Linked DNA regions of Mus musculus: region 1 is linked to region 2. A link is a contact called in public Hi-C data. All regions are on one chromosome and are shown on one strand. The core of a region is the stretch at or near the end of the contact, and the rest is flanking DNA. Distances in the headings are between cores, read along the strand shown. Region 1 overlaps Smyd3 (SET and MYND domain containing 3). Region 2 overlaps Smyd3 (SET and MYND domain containing 3).

What was found. A called contact is a pair of places that touch in the nucleus more often than the background predicts.
Region 1: a contact with region 2 is called in a Hi-C map of cerebellum, with 2.7 times the contacts expected there. The contact joins two enhancer-like sites. A contact is called at or near these places in 1 of 15 datasets of contacts at CTCF or cohesin (the NIH/3T3 cell line), 7 of 484 Hi-C or Micro-C datasets (cerebellar granule neurons, cerebellum, cerebral cortex and 3 more) and 1 of 9 other capture datasets (embryonic stem cells).

What each region holds. Positions count from the first base shown.
Region 1 is chr1:179,062,576-179,066,302 of GRCm38.p6, reverse strand. The region is part of intron 8 of Smyd3 (SET and MYND domain containing 3); the gene reads left to right. Among named protein-coding and RNA genes, the nearest start is that of Gm31349, 260 kb to the left of the region's middle. Within about 2 kb of position 1,487, at least 14 of the 459 cell types and tissues checked have an H3K27ac peak or open chromatin away from gene starts, as enhancers often do. A contact at or near this core is called in cerebellar granule neurons and cerebellum, where this site is marked.
Region 2 is chr1:178,990,997-178,995,036 of GRCm38.p6, reverse strand. The region is part of intron 10 of Smyd3 (SET and MYND domain containing 3); the gene reads left to right. Among named protein-coding and RNA genes, the nearest start is that of Gm46249, 220 kb to the right of the region's middle. Within about 2 kb of position 2,301, at least 20 of the 459 cell types and tissues checked have an H3K27ac peak or open chromatin away from gene starts, as enhancers often do. A contact at or near this core is called in cerebellar granule neurons and cerebellum, where this site is marked.

The DNA.
Region 1 (3,727 bases), core at 238-2,737, 72 kb before region 2:
TGTCTGGACTGCTGCCCAGCACAAAAAGACGCTTCTGCAACCGAGGTTGAAAGCAGCATTAATCTATAGGTATAAACATAAGTATTTAGCCTGGAGTTTGGTAGCGTATCCATGTAGCAAAACGACAATGGTAGGTCCTCTCTTGGGGCCTTTGATGTTATGAGTGGTAAGCTTTTACTCAGGTCTATAGTATAATGTATAAATCCCCTCCTGTGGAACAGGTCTCAGATCCATTAGAAAGCCTTTGGTGACCTCCATAAGTCACCCCACTATTGCACCCCTCGGCACATGTTGCCTGAATGTTTATATTATAGTATACAGGTCCACCATTGGGAATGTCCACTGAATACCTTTCTCTCCTGGGGGCCTCTATAGCACATTCTAATGCTAGGAAAGCCAGCTTGTACCAAGGAAGTTCCCAGTACAGTTCCAGTTTGATTTCTCTATGTCCTGCAGCCAACATGTGTTGTGTCCTCAGCAGTAGGGTCTTGCTGTGTCATTATGGTAGGCAGCCAGGAGCACTGGCCACAATCAGTGTTGTCAGAGGGCCCCCTGGGCCTCACTATCCAATACCTCATAGGGAAGTGCCCCATGCCTGGTACTGAGATTTTTTTCTTAATGACCTGTGTTATCTGGGGAAAGACTGTCCATCTATGCAAGGTACCTCAGTTCAAGCTTCTTCTAAAAAGAATCTTATTTTTAATAGCTTAGCAAGTAGTAGGCTTCCATAAATGTTTTCACAGAGTCTTAATTTTGGCCAACCCTGTCCTAGAGCTCTCTGCTCTCCCATTCCCCCTCTCCCACCTGACTTAAGCCTTCAGCTCCCAGCATGTCTTCCTTATTCTAAAAAGCAGGGTTTCTCCCTAGTCTCTCTCAGCATTCCTTTAGGATTGCGTATCTTAGCAACATCAGGGTCTTTCTGTCAGCCGCCATGTCTCCTCTGGAATTGCACTGCTTCCTCACAAGAGCCCATGTGAGCCCATGGTTCTGGCTGGCTCCTTCCAGGTGCCCTGCGGCCTGGGTCCTCTAGTCCTGCTCCTACTGGGAAGCTCCTTGGGGCTGGTTTCCGTCAGCAGTCTGAGGGTTTTCTGTAGATGCTGAACCAGTGTGTTTGCACAGGCTACAGATGAGCCAAGCCCGCCTGCTCTCAAAGTGATGATTGGACAGCTTTATAAACTTAGAATCTCCTCATTAGCAAACTCTGCGGCTTCGTTGTTACAAAACAAAGTTCTTAGATGTGGTGTGGTAGCACCATCCATCTTCCAGGGTTAGCCAGTCACCAGGCAGCCACAGTCCCGTTTTATAAGGCAAATCTTAGCTGGAGAAAAGGAAGGTCATTTGCTTCTGTGAGCAAAGTCTCTTCTCTCTGTGTTTGGCGTCCTCTCTTCTGCCCAGCCTCATGTTCACTTCGGCTCACACCCTGAGCTCTGCTTTTCTGCAGCCCCCTGCCTTCTCTTTCTCAGCCGAGGATGACGTCAGCAGTGTGTTCCCACTGCTCTAGCACCTGTAATGCCGGAGCTACTGATGAAAAGCCCCGTGTGCCACCGTTGGACACCGTAGCTGCTCCAGCCCTTCCTTCTGCTAGGCTCTTGCCTTGCCAAGCTGTCCTGTATGTCCTCACTTGGCCCCTCCTTCACCATAGCCTCCTGAGTCCTCTCTCCTATTCTACTTTCTAAGCCCTTGCTCCCCTGATGTCAGTAGATCAGTGGTAACCAAGGCACAATGGGCAAGGACATCAAACAACTTACTGCCCTCCCCAGCCCATTGCTTTCTTCTGATGTTGCCTGTGGACCAGCCACCATCTCTGCTTCTGTGCTCTTGGCTGATTCTTCTGAGTCTCCCCTACTAAGCCTTCACTCCAAATCCTGGGCAGCAAAGGTCCCCATTCCTGCACCCCACCCCACCCCTACCCCTTGTCCCAGAGCGTGTGTCCTAGTTGCAATGTGTGAGATTTAGAAAGGAGACATGTGAGACATGTAACATTGTAGCCACCTGAAGTTACCATGTGTGAGGTTTAGATGAGATGTAACATTGTAGCCACCTGACTGTAAGCCTCTCCATGCCAAAACTACCTGTCATCTGAACCTGCAGTTTCAGTTCCTGGCCTTCATGTACAGTGTATTGAAGTAGAGACCATTTGAAGGGTACAACATTCATCATGGTGATGTGTATCGATCACTCTGTATATCTGTTGTAAATAAACTAATTTGTGCAAACCCAGAGGACATGGAAGAACAATTTTAAATCAAGTAGACAAAAGAAAACAAAACAAAACAAAACAAAACCCCAAACCATGAGCACTTTCAGCAAGTCATAATGATGTTGCCTGAAATGCTGCATATGGTCCCGGAGATCGAAGCCAAAGGCTGAGGGTTAGAGAGATGGCTCAGCCATTGATAATGCTTGCTGCCCTTGCAGAGGACCCAGGTTCTGTCCTGAGCACCTAGGTGGAGCGGGGCTCACAGCACCTGTGAGTCAAGCTTCATGGGATCAGAGTCCCTCTTCTGGCCTCCTCTGGAATGCCTCCCCCAACACATAAATAAAAGCCTATCTTTAAAAAACAGATCAAAGAGCCATGCAGTGGTGGCGCACACCTTTAATCTCAGCACTTGGGAGGCAGAGGCAGGCAGATTTCTGAGTTCCAGGTCAGCCTGGGCTATACAGAGAAACCCTGTCTCAGGAAAAAAAAAAAAAAAAAAAAAAAAAAAAAAAAAAAAAAAAAAAACCCAAACCAAACCAAACCAAAACAAAACAAAAAACAACCCTAAACAGATCAAAGGCTGAGGCCCTCCAAACCTGGTAGTCTCCAGACTTGATTATACATGAGAGTCACAAGGAATCTGATGTCACTAGAGCACCTGTCTGTCCCTCTATTGCCAAGGTGACCTGGGCCTATGTTCTTAGGAGATCTTGCAGGCAATTTGCACACACATCCACTGCTCTAAGATCTTGAGGAGGGGAAGAGCTGAAGGAACAAATACAGTCTTCCTGAGGGGAAGCCAAAGCGCTCGGCAACCCGGAAGTACCTCCCTGGGATGTGGAAGTGTGTGTGTGTGTGTGTGTGTGTGTGTGTGTGTATGTGTGTGTGTGTGTGTGTGTGTGTCTGTCTGTCTGTCTGTCTGTCGTCTGTCTGTGTAGAGTGTGCATGTGAATATCTGTGCATAGTATATGTCTATATGTCCTCCTGTGCAGTGTGTGTGTGTGCATGTGTGTGTATCTGTCTGTCTGTCTGCCTACCTGCCTGTGTAGAGTGTGCATGTGAATGTCCACATAGTATATGTCTATATGTCCTCCTGTACAGAGTGTGTGTGCATGCATGCCTGTGTGCCTGTCTGCCTGTGTAGAGTGTGTATACTCTATGCCTATATGTTCTCCTGTGCAGAGAGAGAGTGTGTGTGTGAATGTCTGTCTATGCAATTTCAGTAGAGTGGAGAGAAAGATGCTGCAGCCTAGCAGAGTAAACCAAAGCCTGTGACATACAAAGACAAGCAGATACATAACATTCCAGCTCCTGTTTGTGACGAGTAACGGAAGCCTTCACATAGAGAGCTTTCTCAGTGCCCTGCCAACCCATGTTCTTGCACTGAGAAAGAGGTTTTTATATTAGCTTACTTCAAAAAAGAAACCCTTATACATTCCAGTTTATGAACACTTACTAACACTAAGTTTTTACTTTCAATGTCATCTGGAATGTTAAATGGATAGTATAATGGTAATGGCTAGGGCC
Region 2 (4,040 bases), core at 1,052-3,551:
TGCTTGGCCCTGTGTGACAACAGTGAGATTCCTGGCACCCTGGCTCCTGACTTGTGCTGGTTACTATATGTGCACTGTATGAAGTGGGATGTAAGAGAGCCACGTCACCCGTGTTGGGAGGTGCTAATGCCAGGAGGCTGCTGGCCCTGAAGTTATGACTCCTGTGAAGCCTGTGTGTGTCCTTGGGGGTATAGGATCCGGATGTAAGCTGATCCAGATGTGGCTTGATCCAGGCCAGAGACAAGATACCTTCTACCTGAGTGACAGGTCTCCATCTGTGTCATTGAGAGTAGGATACCTCAACCCACCACCAGAGATTCTGTTCATGACAAGGAAAGAGAGCTGTAACTTTAATTTTTCAAAGCCTACTTTTAATGATGGCTCTTAAACGTTTTAATCTCCCTTTTAGCCCACCACCCACCAGAGGTCGTGGAAAAGAAAGGATATGAGGGAGGTAGGTCTGCTTAGGAATGGTTCTTTGGAGCAAATCCCATCTGCACTGCCAGGAAATCAGTTCAGTTCAAGGATACACAGTGGCAGCTTGATCCACTCGCAGACACTTCATGAATATGCCTGCAGTTCAGTTCAGTAGTGTCAGGGTAGCAGCAGCAGTGGCGCTACCTAGCAGAGACAGCCAGGCCTCAGCCAAGTCAGCACCAGTCAGCAGGAGGGACCAAGAGCGACACCAGGAGAACGTCTCTGCTGTGTCTCTCTCAGCAAAGGGAGACCAAGAAGCTATACAAGCAACCCAAGCTTCACCCCCTTCACTGTCGGTCCAGTCTCCCTCCAAACTTCACGTGTACTTCACCGGTCTTGCCTCAGCACATGCGCCTGTCTGAGCTGACATCACTCTGCCAATCCAATCAGCTCGAGTCTGTGGAAGCAGCAAGAAGCCTCAGCACACCACCAGAAGTTTGTGTGTGTGTGTGTGTGTGTGTGTGTGTGTGTGTGTGTGTGTGTGTGTGTGTGTTTCTCTATGAAGTCCTGACAAATGGAACTCAACAGTGCATATGAGGCAGATGGATACATTTGTGTGGTTAGCGAAGAATCCTTTATCACGTGTCCTTTCTCGTGCTTGCTTTAGCAGAACATATTCTCACCTGTGTCTACTTCAGTAAAATGTTCTTTCAGAAGTCTGCCTTAGCCTTTCACCTGTGTCTATTTCACTAAAATGTTCCTTCACATGTCTGCTTTAGCAAAACGTGCTTTCAGTTGTGTCCACTTCAGGAAAACACTCCTGCATGTGTTTGCTCCAGCAAAACACCGTCCAACAACTTTCCAAAGAACTCTGACGTTTGCACTTCAGAGAGCATCAAGGACAGTCAGAACGACCAACAGCAGCAAATTCATTCCATATGAAAACAAAACAGTAGACTAAAAGTCCTAAATATAATGCAAACACTTAAAGAGAAACAGAGCCTTCTGGAGTGAGTGGCCAATCAATTAAAACGAGAATGGGAGAGTTGAATAGAACTGATTAATCTGAAAGCTGTAGTCAACAGAACAAAACAAAACAATGTTTATATATTAAATTGCATTATGACACTGAGGAATTCAGTCAAACAGAAAAATCTTTGCAAAAATCATTTTTTAAAAGTAGCTAGGAGGATGGAGAGATGGCTGAGCGCTTAAGAGCTCTGACTGCTCCTCCTGAGGAAGTTCAGTTCCCAGCACCCACAGTGGGCAGCTCAGTACTGCCTGTAACTCAGCTCCAAGGGATCGGGTGCCTTCTGCTGGTCTCTGCAGGGATCTGCGAGAGCACACGCACACACACACATACACCACACATACACACACACACTCACACATATACACACACACTCACATACTCACACATACACACATATTCACATACTCACACATACACACACACTCACACACACACACATACACAAGTTTATTACTAGATTAAAAAGAGAGGGAAAAGAAAGGCACAGGTGTATGCCATATAAAAATTACCGTGGTCCATGTGATGAATGAGTTATGCTAAAGGAAGCTGTGACCAAGCAGGACAACCTGATTTCAATCTCTGGGACCCTGGGGGTAGATGGAAAGAACCTACAAGTTGGCCGTGGTTGTCTACAGGAACGTGATGGCATATGTGTGCATTAAATACACACATACATACATACATACATACACATATACATATATACATACATACATACATACATACATACATACATACATACATACATAAGGAAAGTGACAGCTTGAGCTTTGAAAGTCTTAATACATCGGGACACCTGTGGTAAGTAGGTCACTGGTCATTTCCCAGAGAGCTTTGGCACTGCTCCATCCTGGCCAGAAATGAGGCAGCAGGTGGAAGTCTCCTGAACAGGACTACAGAGAGCATGCTGCTTGCACCTCTGGAAAGCAAGCCTTTGCCAGGGAGTGTTGCTCCGTGTGTCAGAGCTATGAGGGGACATATTTCATCATCATCCCAACCCTGGGTGGCAGTAGCCACAGAGGTGAGGGGACAAAGCCAGAGGAGCCCTGTGAGTGTCCTATGTACCTTCCCACGCCAACCCCTGCTTGATGGCTCCCTTTCTGCTACAAGGGTCACATTTATTAAAAACAAACAAACAAAACCAAGCTATGTGCTAACTACAGACTATTTGACCTGTTTATGAATCATTGCTTAGCAGTATCTTGACAGACTCACTTTGTGCCCCATTGATCTGGTACCTCCAGGAAAGGATAAACTAGTAGAACGTCAAACTCCCATGTTCCTGAGGGGTTAATAGGATGGAAATATGGCCTCCTAGATTGAATAAGGAGCTTGCTTATTGCCCATCATCACAACGCACCTCTTTTGGGGTCTCCTGTGCCATGAAGATTAAGCATAAAAACCTAGAAATCTGATAGCAAAGAGAACCCCTGCTAATAGCTCTAAGCACCCCCCAAAAAACATTAAAATACAGACTTATTTTGCAGTATGTTATGTTATGTGACTTAAGCTAAGTCATCAACTTTTGTGAATTTTAATGTCCACAGTAATGTTTGCCTCCATCCTCCATTCCTGTAACAGGAATTTATTGTAAGCAACAAATAACAACTTCTTAATGAAATGGATGAATGTCTAAACCCCTCGGAGGGTCCTAGGATATGGTCTTAGCTGTATCAATAATCCAGCCTATGGGTAGGATTCTCTGCTCACCTCCCCCGTCTCTGCCTGCCCCCCTTCACTCTTTCTCTCCCCACTCCCTCTCTCTTTCTCTCCCCCTCTTTCCACCCGTCTAAACTAGACATTTTGTGAAGCAGTCTAATCAGGTGGTCCTGTGTCACTGAGCCTGACAGTGAGAACTTCTAGGGAGGAAGGGAGTGGCTCTGAGGAAAGGGAAGTGGCGGGCATTCTGGAGGGACATAAACATAACCACACACAGGGAAGGAAGATGAGGCCTCAGGATAAGGCTGGCAGTGCCACATGGGGTCTCTGCTGAGGATTTTCCAGTGATTTCCAAAACACAGGATGAGTGGCTCTAGCCAACAGTCTGGCTGGGAGACTAGAAAGGAGCAGAGGAATAAATTGAATTTCTGCAGAGCCGGTGCCTCCCGATGCTCACAGGAGGTTCACACAAGTCTCCCCCACCCCCCACCCCCAACCCCTCTCTCCCTTTCTTTTCTAAGAGATAGGTAAACTCATTACCTTCAGAAAATGATAATCCGCCCGGCAGAGCCCTGCTCCATGGCCCCACTCAAGAAAAACACAGACAATGAACATATAAACCTCAGTTACTGACAAAGTCACAGTGCCACTCTGCCCTGACTTTGGGACTCCCGCAGTTTTCATATGCTATTTTGCAGTGTCCTGGCGTTCACAAAATAAACCAGCCCTTTGCATTAGCAAGCATTCCAAGTGGCACTTTGGGGCCCAATGGGGGATTTGGAAGAACGCTTCCTGTGCCGGACAGACCTCTCTCTTCCTAGGTGAAATACCAGTTTCCTTTTCCTGGCTTCACTCCCCATTAGATGCCTGGAGCAATTTAGCAAAGGTATCCGCTGTGGGTAGGGAGAAAAGTGACCAGACTAAGGAGGTG